Linked DNA regions of Mus musculus: region 2 is linked to region 1. The links are chromatin contacts, called in public HiChIP or PLAC-seq maps. All regions are on one chromosome and are shown on one strand. Each heading gives the region's core, a stretch centred on a gene start, on an enhancer-like site or on the middle of the called end of the contact. The rest is flanking DNA. Distances are from core to core; before and after follow the strand shown. Region 1 has its middle 18 kb from the start of Nanog. Region 2 holds the start of Slc2a3 (solute carrier family 2 (facilitated glucose transporter), member 3).

Region 1 (7,294 bases), core at 3,398-5,897:
CACCACCATCACACAGGATGGTTTTGGTGGTGGTGGAGCCCTGAATGCCTATCAGGGCATGGCTTTATAGTAAGCAGCAAGCTGGGAGTACATGTGCAAGCATCTAATTGGAAAGTCACCGTGGCCTTTAACACAATTGGCTCGTGTTGGGAGTCATAGCATAAACTTAATTTCTGCTCCCCTCTGCATTGGCGGTTGTTAGGCAGCGGGTGGGGGCTTGTAGCCTGGGGGTACAGGTTGGTTGGAGGAATAGCCTGGAGACACTGGTCTTGGGGGAATAACCTGGAAACTCTGCTCTTGTTGGGGATTAGCCTAGAGACTGGAGCTAGGCTTGGGTTTTGTTGGGGGTGCCAGCCTGTTGGTTTACCTGAATTTAAACTTAGCTCAGGTTCTCTAAAACGGAGTCTGAATTTAAAAGATTTGGCATTTCAAGAGCACATCCAGGCAATGTATGGATCCGTAGTCCCCAGTGCACTGAGCATCACAAAGAGGACACTGAAGATCTGGCAGAGAGGAGGAACCTTCGATGCCTTGCACTAAAACACCTCAGCTCCTGATGACAGATGCTGAGTTCCACACCTGGACAGTGCTCAGTACCCCTCTGCCAACACCGGCACCAGCCAGTCAGCAGAGTCCCTGCCAGTCTGTGTACAGTTTCTCAGCTACAGAACAGTATTTTTCCCAATGACATTTCTGACATAATAACTCCAAATTGCCATAAACTACTTTAAATACGACATTTTTAAGACTATAAGACTACCAGCAGCAGCCAGGAACAGAGACTTAGCAGGGAGGCTGTAGATGCTAACACCTTTCTTGAAACTTCTTGATCTCAAGTCATTGATCGTAAAAACTGTCAGCTCCTCCTTATGTTCCTGATCAGGAAGAAACAAACTTAGATGCTTAACAGCAACAGGTCAGGGCTGGGGACGACAGAATACTCGCCTAGCCTAGCATAATCTATGAGGCCCTCAGTTCTAGTCCCAAGAACTACAAAACAAATACATACATACATACATACATACATACATACATACATACATACATACATAAAACCAAACCAAACCAAACCAAACCAAACCAAACCAAACCAAACCAAACCAGGACAGGAGGAGCGGGAGCGGGAGCAGGAGCGGCCAATTCACTGCTTGAACTGAGCCCGGTGCCACACCCAAGGATAAGGCCTTTGAGAAGCTCGTCATTCGGAACATCGTAGAAGCCTCTGCTGTCAGGGACACATCTGAAGCAAGCATCTTCAAGGCTCACGTGCTTCCCAAGTTCCATGTCAGGCTGCTTTACTGGTGAGCTGTGCCATTCATAGCAAGGTCGTCAGGAATCGGTCTCGTGAAGCCCGGAAGGATGGAACACCCCCACCAGGATTTAGAACTGCTAGCGCTGAACCACAACCTCTACCAAAGGCCATGTAAAGAGGTGGCTTCATAAAAGCGGAAGGAAAAACACCTTGGAAAAATAAAATGGAAGCTATACTTTAAAAAAAAAACAAAAAAAAACAACTGGATCTAAGGGTACAAAGAAACCTCAGTTTTTACCTTTGTGTGGGTGGGAAGTTTTCATAATGCACAAACGTTGATTCTTATGTAAGGTAAAATCAATAAAGAAATGACCAGCCGGGCGTGGTGGCGCACGCCTTTAATCCCAGCACTCGGGAGGCAGAGGCAGGCGGATTTCTGAGTTCGAGGCCAGCCTGGTCGAAAGCGTGAGTTCCAGGACAGTCAGGGCTATACAGAGAAACCCTGTCTCGAAAAACCAAAAACCAAAAAAACAAAACAAAGAAATGACCAACTAGAGTGGCGATGGCTCTGTTTTATTCGGTGTGCAGCTTGCTTGTGCATCTGTAGACAGCCAGTTCTGCTTCATTCTCTATATAGTTCGTAAAGCTCCCAAAGGGAGACTTGATAATATCTTATATAGAGAGCAGAGTATTCTATTGTGATTTCTGTAAAAAAAAAAAAAATCTTTTTATGCGTATGGGAGTTTTGTCTGTATTCTCATCTATGTATCACATGCATGCAGTGTCTGTGGAGGGCAAGAGGATCCTCTGGAACGAGTTACAGTTTTACGCTGCCATGTGGGCTCTAGGAACCAAATCTGGGTCCTCTGATAGGGCAGCCAACAGAGTTCTTCCCAGCTGGGTGGTGGTATTTTCATAGCTCACGCAGATAAGCCCCTCTAGCCAGGCTAAATAGATCCGGAACTCACTGCCCTTTAACCTCTTATGACCAAAATGTACTTCTTCTTATTTAAGCATCCAGGAATCTCAGACTCCCAGGTCTCTATCTTGGCTCTCAGGCTATTTCCTTCTGTCTTCTTCAGCTCTGTTACAGGCTCACAAGGAGCTGTGCAAAACGCCCAGTCTCTTTGGCAGTGTTAGAATAGGAAAACTACCATGTGAGCACGTAAAGAAAAAAAAAGTGACATACCAGTTGAACTGAATCAGTCATTCAGTCAAGGGGCTGACCACCCTTAGGAAGCAGGCTCCTTTCAAACCAAACAAACGAGATGGCTGAAGTAACTAATCTTTTAGTTAGATACTGTTCTCAACCTTCCCAAAATTCCAGCCCGTGGTATAGTCGCTGACGCGCCTCAGTCAAGGTTTGTCCAATCTTCTGAATTACTCAAACAAGTATAATTTTTGCTTTTCTTTTTTTTTTTTTGTTTTTTGTGAAACAAAGTCTCACCTTGTATATCTAGCTGGGCTGAAACTCAGTATATAGACCAGGCTGGCATCAAACACAAAAAGATCTGTCTGCTGAAAATGAAGGCATATGTCACCACACTAAATCTTTCCTAAAACTATTGTTGTTGTTGTTGTTAATGTTATTATTTTGTTTTGTTTATTTATTTTGTTATTTTGGGTTTTCTTTTTCAAGACTGGGTCTCTGTCTCTCCTGGAACTTACTACGTAGACCAGGCTGAAACTCCGAAAAATCCATCTGCCTTTACCACCCAAGTGCTAGGATTAACAGTGTATGCCATCACTACCCAGCACAAAATTTAATATTTTAAATTGTTCGTAGAGGCTTATACATGCCACCATGCCGTATGGGTCATGGCGGGTAGAACTCACTCAGGCTGTCTGCCTTAGTGGCAATTGACTTTTCCTAATGAGCCATCTTGTTGGCTCACGCTGTCACATTTTCTAAAACCTACTTTAAGATTTGATTGGAACTGCTGTGAATGCATAGAAAAATTTTAAGAGTTACTCATTTACTTTATATATATATAATACTCTGCCTACATGTATGTCAGTACACCACATGTGTGCACTGCCTGTAGAACACAGATGAGGGCATCATATTCCCTTAGGGCTGGAGTTTCCAACGTTACCCCCATGACCCATATGGCAGGAGGAGAGAGCAGATACCTACACCATTTTGCCTAGACTGGCTTGAATTCCCAGGCTTAGCTGATCCTCCTGCCTCAGTTTCCCGTGTATCTGAATCCACAGATAAAGAGCCAGAATTCCCTTTTTCATCTATGAGCCTTTGCCTTGAACACCTTCTTTCTCTCTCTTTTTAAAAATGATTATCTAATCATTTGTTGGAGGTGGTGGTGTCCTGTGTGGGGAGATGGCTGGAGTCAGTTCTCGCCTTCCACCACATGGGTCCAGAGGATCAAATTCAGGTCCTTAGGCTGTGTGCAGCACGCATGCTTACCCACTGAGCATCTCACCGGCCCAAACGCTTGCATCAAGACTGAGGTGCCCTGAAATATTTTGAATATAATAGCATTGCTAATGATCAGACCTAGGACCTCACCCATGCTTGTTGGGAACCCCTCAACTGTTTTTTTAAAAGATGTATTTATTTATTTTATGTATATGAGTATACTGTAGCTGTACAGACGGTTGTGAGCTTTCATGTGGTTGCTGGTATTTGAACTCAAGACCTTCCAAAGAGCAGTCAGTGCTGAGTCATCTCTCCAGCCCGAGAACCCCTAAACTTGAGTTCTGTCCCAGCCCCTGTGTGTATTTAAATACAACGTCATCAGGGTCAGCATCTTTTATTTTAGTCTATCCCACATCATTGGGTCCAGACAAAAAAATTAACACAGGTATTAGAGTCTTTTTTCCATGACCCCACCCCCACCCCATCTTCATCACTCGGCTTCAAAACTATGTTCTTCAGGGCTGGAGAGATGACTCAGAGGTTAAGAGCACTGGCTGCTCTTCCAGAGGTCCTGAGTATAATTCCCAGCGACCACATAGTGTGACTCACTACCATCTATAATCAGGTCTGGTACAGCCTGTGGGTTGAAATCCTGCATATCAGATATTTACCTTACCGTTCATAACAGTAGAAAAAATACAGTTATGAATTAGGAATAGGATAATTTTATGGTTGGGGGAGGATCACCACAATGTGTCACAGCATTAGGAAGGGTGAAAAACTACTGCCCTAATACCTACAGAATAACTAATGAGCTTATTTATTCTCCTAGACTATTCCAGAACAACGCTTGCTGGAGTTTGGTAAATCCTTCTTGATATTCCTCCCAGACCTGGAAGCCACACCCATTAAGAAAAAACACGCATTTTTGCCTAAGGTCAAAGATGCCCTGTAGGCAAGGTGGGAAGCACACTCCCAAAAGAAAGGTGTTACCTTTTGCCTGGAGTGCTTTGTTTAGAGTTGTTGGGGATTGGAATTTTGTTGTTGATGTTGTTTTGTTTGTTTGTAACAAGGTTTTATGTGTCAGAGGCTGACCATAAATAAAATGCATGAATGAAAACTTAAAAAAAAAAAAAGGCCGGGCCGGGGCGTGGTGGTGCACGCCTTTAATCCCAGCACTTGGGAGGCAGAGGCAGCGGATTTCTGAGTTCGAGGCCAGCCTGGTCTACAGAGTGAGTTACAGGACAGTCAGGGCTATACAGAGAAACCCTGTCTTGGAAAAACAAAACAAAACAAATAAAAAATATGCTTGCTGGCCTGAGTTCAATTCCCTAGACCCCTGTAAAGGTATCTGAGACTACCAATTCCATAAATTGTCCTTTGACCTCCACACCTATGTGTCCTTTGACCTCCACACCTATGTACACTGGAATAGTGATTGAAGAAAAAGAAGAGGAGAAAGAGAAGAAGAAACAGCAGCAGTAACAACAGTAGCGGCCATGGCAGCAGGCTTGGTGTTTTATATCTTCAATTTCAGCGCATGGGGGAACAGAGGCAAGCAGAACTCTGAGTTCCAGGCCATCCTGGTCTAGAGTTCCAGGTTGGCCAGAAAAGCCCTGTCTTGAAAAACCATGAATTCTGGCATGTTGGGGCACGCCTTTTAATCCCAGCACTTGCAAGGCAGAGGCAGGTAAATTTGAGTTTGAGGCCAGCCTGGTCTACAAAGTGAGTTCCAGGACAGCCAGGGCTACACAGAGAAACCCTGTCTCGAAAAAAAAAGAAGGAAAGAAAAAGAAAGAAAGAAAAACCATGAAAATTATAAAAGAAAACAAGAAAGAGAGAAAAGAAAGGAGCCAGAGTAGTGGTGCACATCTTTAATCCCAGCACTTAGAAATCAGAAACAGGTGGGTCTCTCAGCTCCAGCCAACCCGCTCTACACAATGAATTCCAAGACAGCGGGGGCTGGGTAGAGAGATCCTGTCTCAAAAATAAAACAAAACAAGCAAACGAAAGATAAAACCAGCAAAACCCAAAATAAATAAATAATCCCTGGCTGCTCTTCCAAAGGACCTTTGTTCAATTCCCTATAGGCACATGGGGCACATAACTAATTATAATTCCAATTCCAGGGCATCTGGTGACACCTTCTGGCCCCCCGTGAAGCCGGTATTATGGTATACATAGAGGCAAACCAGCCACACAGAAAAATAACAGTATATGCTTTAAAATTGATAAATGGGGGCTGGAGAGATGGCTCAGCGGTTAAGAGCACCGACTGCTCTTCCAGAGGTCCTGAGTTCAATTCCCAGCAATCACACGGTGGCTCACAACCATCTGTAATGAGATCTGATGCCCTCTTCTGGTATGTCTAAAGACAGCAACAGTGTACTTATATAAATAATAATAAAAAAGAATTCCATTTAAAAAAAATGATAAATGGGTTACATAAAATGAACAGAGAGAACAGCAAACACAATGGGAGAAACTCCTTGCTACCAGCTATACTTGAGAAATGACGTTACTGCCTAGAACATAGAGAGCTGTGACTGTTGAAAACAAACACACAAACCTGTCAGTCAGTAAATTAGTCAAGGAACAGACCCAATAGTTTTCAAAAGAAATACAAATGGCCAATAAATGTTTATTTAAATGTTCAACATCTGTAGCCCTCCGAGAAATGCAATTAAAACCAATTTTACATGTCATTTCAGAATGGCTATCATGAAAACAAGTGACAGACCAGTGAAGTGGCTCACAGAGTCTATTTCCCCCAAGAAGCCCAATGACATGAGCTCAGTAGAGCTCATGCACTATTGAGCAGAGAGAGAGAATATGTGTAGAGAACTCTCTCTCTCTCTGCTCTCTTTCACACACATACATACACACCATACACAGCCTTAAAAGGTTTTTTTAAATCAAATTTTACATTTATTTTGCATGTGTTTGAAGAGGGGGCATGTGTTCCATGGTGTGCTTGTGGAGGTCAGAGGACAAACTTTCATTTATTTATTTATTTATTTATTTATTTATTTATTTATTTATTATATCTAAGTACACTGTAGCTGTCTTCAGATGCACCAGAAGAGGGTGTCAGATCTCATTACGGATGGTTGTGAGCCACCATGTGATTGCTGGGATTTGAACTCAGGACCTTCAGAAGAGTAGTCGGTGCTCTTAACCACTGAGCCATCTCTCCAGCCCTAAAAGGTTTACTTACTTATTTTTATGTGTATGAGAATTTTGTCTACACGTATCTGCTTGCCCAGGGATATGCCTGATGCCTGATGTCCTCAGAGAAGGGTGTCATATCTCTTGGAGCTGGAATTACGTACAATTGAAGACTACCATGTAGATAGTTGGAATATGACTGAACCACTGTCTCCTGAAAGAGCAGTGCTCTTAAAAACTGAGGCATCTCTCCAGCCCATATATTTATAATATATATTATATATACTTATATATTTTATCTATTTATATACAATGTTTTAGTTACTATATTAACTTACTTCATAGTACTATAATATATACCTCACAATATATTATATACAATACATTATAATTATACAATATATAATACATTAAATTATAATTACATATACTATATAATTATTATATAATATATTATATTAAATTACATGCAACATGTAATTATTATATAATATAAA
Region 2 (7,294 bases), core at 2,674-5,173, 52 kb after region 1:
GATGTATATTCCACAGAGAGCATGTGCTATATTGTTTGTGGAGGTCATCAGAGTTCAACTCATGTAGGTAGGTTCTTTCCTTCTACCTGTGGATTCCAGGCTGGCCCCAACCCATAATCCCCGTGCCTGAGTCTCTGGGGTGCTAGCATTGTGTGTTTGCGCTGTCTTGCCCGGCTGAGTATCTTATGTGACTTTGACTCCATTACCAGTCATCTCTGGAAGCATATGACCCTTAAGACATGGTACTATATCAATCAATGTCTCTTTGGGGAGGGAAATCAAGTTATTTAGCCATCATTTACATTTTCCACATGGCAAGGGCTGCAGAAAGTATTTATTTATTTATTTTTTAAAAGGCGTGCGCCACCACGCCCAGCTAAGATTTATTTATTTTTATTATATGTAAGTACACTGTAGCTGTCTTCAGACACTCCAGAAGAGGGAGTCAGATCTCATTACGGATGGTTGTGAGCCACCATGTGGTTGCTGGGATTTGAACTTCAGACCTTCGGAAGAGCAGTCGAGTGCTCTTACCCACTGAGCCATCTCACCAGCCCGAAAATATTTATTTTATAAAATAATGAAAAGACTTCCAAGAAGTCTCCAAAAATTTCAGAAACAAAAATAACTTCTGGCTGGATGTCATGGCACCCAGGAAGCAGAGGCAGGCGGCTGGACCTCCGAGTTTGATAGAGGCCAGCCTGGTCTACACAGTTAGCCAGTGACTGCCTTGGGGGTGGGGTGGGAGGGAGAAGCAACCTTTGTCCTTAAAAGAAGTTTAAGGAACTCCGTTGCTGACCTCACTCTAGCAAAATTAAACCAGCCTGGGAGCTAAAATGGGAACTTCCGAGAGCAAGGTCTCACATCGCAGCTCTCTAGGCAGGTGGACTAGCTTTCCCCAAGGATAACCCAACACGTTCCCACACAGCATTATCCCCCTGACCCGATGTGCTCTGCTGTCTTTCGGGTAACCAGTGCAGGCAGACTCCTGGCCCAGTGTCTGCTCAGTACCTGCCAAAGCGGTTGACAAAGAGTCCAACAGAAAAAGAGCCAATCATGCCACCAACAGAGAAGATGGCCACACATAAGGACCAGAGGGCAGTCAGCAGTCCCTCACTTGGTAGGTCTTCTAACCGCTCTTCCAAAGTGTAGTTAAGAAAGTCCTTTAGGATCTGCACGAAAAAATGCACAGTGTGAGGACAGACCATTAAATCTCGATGAGAGTAGTAGGCAAATCCTAGGGTGGCTTCCTTAGAGGCCAGGATCAGGAGGGAGGAAAGGCACGTGCTTTGAAAAGGGCATCACCCTAAACGTCCAGTAGGTGGCAGCACAGATGTTCAAAGGGGCACCCCACCCAGTCACGACTTCCCACGTTCTTAGGAATCCCTAAAGAATAATATAGGAAAAGGATCACAACTCGGTGAGGGGGCAGAGCCTGAGGAGCAAAGAGCTTGCCTTAGCTTCTTCCACAGTGTGCTAGCCCTCCCCCACCTTAGCCAGGCATCTTAAAGTCCCAGTCCTACTTAAAACTCAGTTTGCAATCCCTTTTCATTTCGGCACACTCACTGTCTCAGGTGCATTGATGACTCCAGTGTTGTAGCCAAACTGGAAAGAGCCGATCGTGGCAACAGTCACGGCGAACACCAGAGATGGGGTCACCTGGAGAGCAAGCAGACAAGGGGAAATGCTTACACACTTTGACCAGTGACATTCTTTCCCTTCCCAAGGATGCCTGCTTGGAGTCCATCTTAAGGCATTTCTCCTGCCTTTGCTTAGAATGCCAGGATTTCAGGCGCATTTGGAGAGAAAGACCTAAAAAGGAATTTAAGTCAATTCTCTTGGCCTCATCTACATAGCTAGTACCAGGCCAGCCAGGCTACACAGTGAGACCCTGTCTCAAAAAACAAAAACAAAAAAAAAAAAAAACCGAAAAGCAAAAACAAGACCATTTCACCAGCCGGACTAGGGTGGTGAACAACTGTAATCCTAGAACCCTAGGATCCTGAGTTCAAAGTCCGCCTGAACTAAATTTCTCAAAAAGAAAAGGCAACCAAAAACGTCACCAGATAGACACAGGTATCTGACTGCCCTAGGGAACGGTGAATGCAGGGTTGTGGAATACTATCGGTGAGTTCATGGCTAGTCCAGGCTTACAGTGAGATCTTGTCTCAAAACATAAAACATAACAGACCCAAACCCCTCAAAGCATAGAGGGCAGAACCAGACTCCATGTGGGTCCACCACGCCTCACAGACTGTAGAGGCCAGAACAGGAGCAGGAAGGAGCAGCCACACCAGCATGGTAGATGGCAGGTGACCCCCTTCTCCCCCCGCACCACCCCCCCCCCGACCCCCAAGCACCGGAACTAACCGTGTGAATTCCTTTTTCTCCTCTCCCACCACCTGTTTCTCTCTCATCTCCTCTTCCTCTCTTTGAGAGGAGGTCCCACGCTCTGTACTCCAAGCTAACCTCAAGTCAGCTCCTCACTTCTCCTGCTTCAGCCTCTCAGGTTTGGAGTCACAGGTGCGAGGTGCTATGCTCAGATTTTTATTTTTCTTATCTCTAGACTACCCAACCCACCAGCAACATCCTGGGCCCTCTTGAGAGTCTTCCTGTTCTCTAAATATGGTACCATTCTCCGCCCAGCTGGCCAGAGCCTCTGCTCATTTTAAACACATTATTAGGAGCCATTTTTAGCAAGGGGGGATCAGGCAGACATCTCCTCACCTTGCTGGGAAATCACTCAAGCAGGCAGGGACATCTCAAAACTGGAGTCTGAGGCCGACCTATTTGGCCTGCTACAACCTCTTCACCTGTCCTTAAGTTCCTCTTAAGGTCACTCCCGGTGGCAGGCTGGGAGCGTCTAGCAGCGAGCTGACCTTCCCGGCAGCCTCCCAGTCTCTCGGTGGTTAAGTGCTGTCCCTTCCAGGCGAAGGCCCTTTCCTTGTTGTAAAACCCTCTTTACAGACATCCCCTCTTTTATCCTGATTTTTTTTTCACGGTCTCTTAATTTACTTAATTTCCAAGTTAATCTTCGTGGAAATGCCCTTTTCCTTACAAATACTGCCTTCCTCCCTCCGCCCACACTAACTCCGATACATCCTGCACTCACAACCATAGTAAGGACAACTGGACTTCCCTCCCCACAGTACCGGGAACCCAAGGACCGATAGCGGGATGCTGAACAGCAAACCCAAGCCAACCCCACGTCCTCTCAAGGTCTAAGCCTTTCCCAAGCCTTCCAGCTGGCTCCGAGACCCCCGCGGCCAAGTCCTACCCTCTTCGCTCTCATCACAGCTACCTCAAACACACCCGAGAGGCAAACAGCTTCTGAGGTGACTTTCACGTGCTAAGAAGGTGTCCGAGAGGATCCTCGTCAGGTAGGAGATGCCTAGAACGCTAACACTAGTATCGAATTGCTTGCTGGAGCTGATAAGAAAAGGCCTCCGTCCGGATGGCTCGGTGACTTAGGAGAAACCGGAGCACGGCGATCCGCACCACGACCTACCTCCGTGAGGACCCCAAACAAGCAAATAAAAACAACCAGCTCTTACCTTCGTTGTCCCCATGGTCCCAACCTAGTTCTCAAGTCTTAAGGTAGATCTAGAGGTATCCAGCCAATGTTCTCGGCAGCAAGTGTTCCTCGGGTCCTACAGAAGCCGCTCTCAGAAGGCTTAAGGACTATCACCGAAAGCATCACAGCCCGAAGCCCAGCCTACCTATTTATAATCTCTGCAAGGGGTGGAGCCTTCAACCTCCCACCCCCCAATCCTTAACCTGTGACCCCAGGAATTCAGTGACCTCTTATCTGATCTTCACCGCTCCACCCCCAGCCCCTGTCCTTTGCAATCAACCACCATCACCCACCCCCTCCTGCTTTTTACCACATCCTCCTCGTGGTTCTTTTTTTTTTCCCCTCAAAGCGCTTCCAAATTCCTTCCCCTTTTCAAGAGCCGACAGCCTTTTTGTTTCACAGAAAAAAATACTAAAACAAAGTTTGGAGGGCGGGCAAATTTGAAGGCAGTCGGGATGGAATCAGTCTAAACGCAGAGTAGAGTCAGTGCTGCTTTTAGTTGAAAGTCATCCAAGGAGCAGGAAGCAGAGAATTGATAATGCGTTTTCATTATAGGCTGGGTGTACTCGCCTTGAAGGAGGGAAAGGCGAGGCAGTCCAAGAAAACGCATCCAGGTGTGAAGGCAGCCTTCTTGACTTGAGGCTCCAAGAAGGATCAAGTGAAGTACACAGCCCCAATTCCTCACCACAGCATACGCCACCCCACCCATTGTGAATTCTGCCTCTCTCAGCTCTGTTTTGAGATTAACAGCATCTAGAAACACAACAAATATCTAATTCAACTTACAGATTTTTGCTGAGTGCATAGCTCTCAAGCGGGAAGAAAAAATTAAGAGCTGGGGTGGAGGTGTCTCGCAGTGGTATAGCACTTGCCGCGGCTCTAGGTTAAACCCCCAGAACAATCAGTCTAGGGTAACTGATTCTCATATAAGAAACGTTTGCTAACATACTATTACCTAGGGATTGTGTGTCTCTCGAAAGACAAACTTGAGACAAGTACTTCACTACCACACTGAAAGAAACCTAAAAAGTTGGGTACGCGAAAGGAGAGCTTACAGAGAGGCCTGCGATGGCCTGCAGGAGGCAGGCACATTTCAGGTGAGCTCCAGAGTGAAGCAGCTGAGCACGTGATAAACGTGTGACACTGAGGCTCTAGGCTCTGACTCCCGGTGCGGGGGAGGGAAGGCGACCCCTCCCCTGAAGAGTGATTTGGTATAGGCTCGAGGAAGGAAAGGCATCTTCAGTCCCTAGCTTTCTGGGCAGAGATCTAGACTGATGGACTGAACTGAAGCAAACCTGGTCCCTTTCTCCTTAAAGGAGGGTCTTTGCCAAATCGGATGCTTGCTGAGAAAACTGAGGTGGAGTGAACCGGACCGCGCAAGAAAATCATCCCCGAGGTTGCACCCCCTTGCTCTCGTCATTTTTCTTTCCTAGAAGCACTGAGTCGGAAGCGCCGTTTAATTACCACAGCAACTGAATCTAGCAGCTAAAGAAATAGTAAAGCCCAAAGGCCAGTGCCTGCCAGTAGAAAGAGAATCCAAGCCACTTGGTGCAACATTCCATTTTCCTGTAGCCACATTAGAAATAATGAAGGTTGTCAAGATGGCTTAGCAGGTAAAGGCACTTGCTGCCAAGTCTGGAGACCTGAGTTTCATCCCCACGACCCACACATGGTGTCAGGAGAAAACCAAGTCCACAAAGTTGTCCTCTTTTTGTTGTTTTGTTTTGTTTTGTTTTGGAAACAGGGTTTCTCTGTGTGGCCCTGGCTATACTCGAACTTGCTTTGTAGACCAGGTTCCCTTCCAGCCTTCCAGGTGCTGTACAACACTTGGTGCACAGACATACACGTAGGCAAAACACCCATAATGCATAAAATATAAAGGTGTTTTTCTTTTTTTCTTTTCCTTTTCTTTTTTTCTTTAAGGCACTCGGGAGGGTGGAAGTGGGCTAGTGATCTGGGAAAGACAGATGCTCCAAAGCCTAAGATTAGCTCTGAAACAGAGAAAATTATGCTTGCAGCAATGTATGTTTTTTAAAGATTACAGCTGGAATTTAGCTGAATTCCCAAGAATCTAAAAAGTGCTAAACAAATTGAGACAAATGCTCTTCAAAGCAGAAGCTCGTCTGATGCTTAAGCCACAAGGCCTCATGCTACTGTGGGCTTAGCAGCAGAGTCCAAGACAGACAGTCCTCATCTCGAGCAACACAGACCAGCTGCTGACTAGCTGTTAGAGATTGCCTGGGGTCCTCAGTGCACTGTGGGAGTGCATGTGAAGGGTTCCCTGGGGAACTCGGTACATTGTAGGAATTCCTGTGCCGGGTTCCCTGGGGTCCTCAGTGCTCTGTGGGAGTGGTTGCCAATTGACCGAAAAGTCCAAGTCCCAGTGAGGGTGACCAACCTTGAGGGACAAAGCACTCAACAGCCTCATGGCTGAGATGCAGTAACAACACCTATCTACTACGTGTCCTTAGATTGCTTGAGAGTTCTTCTATCTTTGCTGGATATCAAAGAGGGAGAAGCACGAAGGGGACTTTAGTAAAAGTACCCAGTTGGGAGCTAAGAGCAAAGTAGGTGTGCTTAGGAGAGAGGGAACAAGAACAATAGCCTGGGATACCAGTTCCCAATGCACACACCTGCACAATTGGAGCCCCAATCTGGTCTCCTGCTGTTAGCCTGTTGAGGTTTGCTAGTGTGACAACTAAGCAGAAGGACAAGGGATCCTACAAAAGAGCACTCAAGATTTTAAACTCAGCACAGTGCCCCCGGCCTGGGAAAACGCAAGCAGAGCCAGTTGTAAGGACTGCCCAGACCCCGTGCTTTACATTTCTATCAGTCCCCACAAACAGCAACCTGCATGGTTTCGTGTGTCTGATTTTAATCTTTCCCTACCAGGTGAGGTGTCCCCATAATTCACTTTGAATCTGAAAACACGGTTTAAAAAAAAAAAAAAGAAGCAGCAGCAGCAGCCCTGGGGTGAAGAAAGGAAAAATCTGAGAAATGCCGCTTCTCCTGTTGACACTGCCTTTAAACCATTCATTACTGCTGCCGGTCCTGAAAACCGGATTCCAGCCCCCAGCTTCTCATCACTGTGGCAGATCTTGCGTATCCCAAAGTCTCCAGGAACAAATTCCAAAGTAGTGTTGACCCTAAGTTAAAATTCAAAGCACAGCAATCTACTCACAGATCTTCAGTGGTGCCTCCTTAATAAGCCCTGGGTTCAAAGCACCTTTGACTACAGGCGCGTGGGCCACAGTTTAAAACATTCCAGCAGCGCTAACAACAGCAACAACAACAACAAAACCTAACGCACACACGTTAATTTTATTATATTATATTTATCCCATCTGACATGTCCCAAGTTCTCTGTTTCACTTCACTCTCTTCTTCTCTTTGCAGTGCAGGGGATTCAGTCTGGGGCTGACCATACCAGTCTCAGGCCTCAAAGTTCTCATATTAACATCTAACCAACATAAATGACTAATAATCTATTTTGATATTTTTGCACCAGGCCTTCAGAATCCAATGTGCATCTTACTTACAGTGTGCCTCTGATGGAAGAGTCAATTTTTGGGTATTGAGGTGAAATATCCTTTTTCTTTTTTTCTTTTTTCTTTCTTTTTTGTTTTTGTTTTCGAGACAGGGTTTCTCTATGTACCCTTGGCTGTCCTGGAACTAACTCTGTAGACCAGGCTGGCCTCGAACTCAGAAATCTGCCTGTTT

Evidence for each region. HiChIP or PLAC-seq counts read pairs in DNA pulled down with a chosen protein or histone mark.
Region 2: a contact with region 1 is called in an H3K27ac HiChIP or PLAC-seq map of embryonic stem cells, with 21 read pairs. The contact joins the promoter of Slc2a3 here to the enhancer-like site in region 1. A contact is called at or near these places in 2 of 39 promoter capture datasets (embryonic stem cells and macrophages), 1 of 15 datasets of contacts at CTCF or cohesin (the NIH/3T3 cell line), 13 of 484 Hi-C or Micro-C datasets (ECoMG myeloid progenitors, the G1E-ER4 cell line, the HL-1 cell line and 8 more), 13 of 115 datasets of contacts at active chromatin or transcription factors (bone marrow-derived macrophages, embryonic forebrain, embryonic limb bud and 5 more) and 3 of 9 other capture datasets (adipose tissue, liver and pancreatic islet).

The regions. Positions count from the first base shown.
Region 1 is chr6:122,685,699-122,692,992 of GRCm38.p6, forward strand. No RefSeq gene overlaps it. Among named protein-coding and RNA genes, the nearest start is that of Nanog, 18 kb to the right of the region's middle. Within about 2 kb of position 4,648, at least 34 of the 459 cell types and tissues checked have an H3K27ac peak or open chromatin away from gene starts, as enhancers often do. A contact at or near this core is called in the HL-1 cell line, embryonic stem cells, pancreatic cancer cells and 1 more, where this site is marked.
Region 2 is chr6:122,738,822-122,746,115 of GRCm38.p6, forward strand. It overlaps Slc2a3 (solute carrier family 2 (facilitated glucose transporter), member 3), which reads right to left and starts at 3,924. Exons shown (of 10, transcript NM_011401.4): 1 at 3,555-3,924; 2 at 1,567-1,659; 3 at 1,012-1,172. The coding sequence starts at 3,569.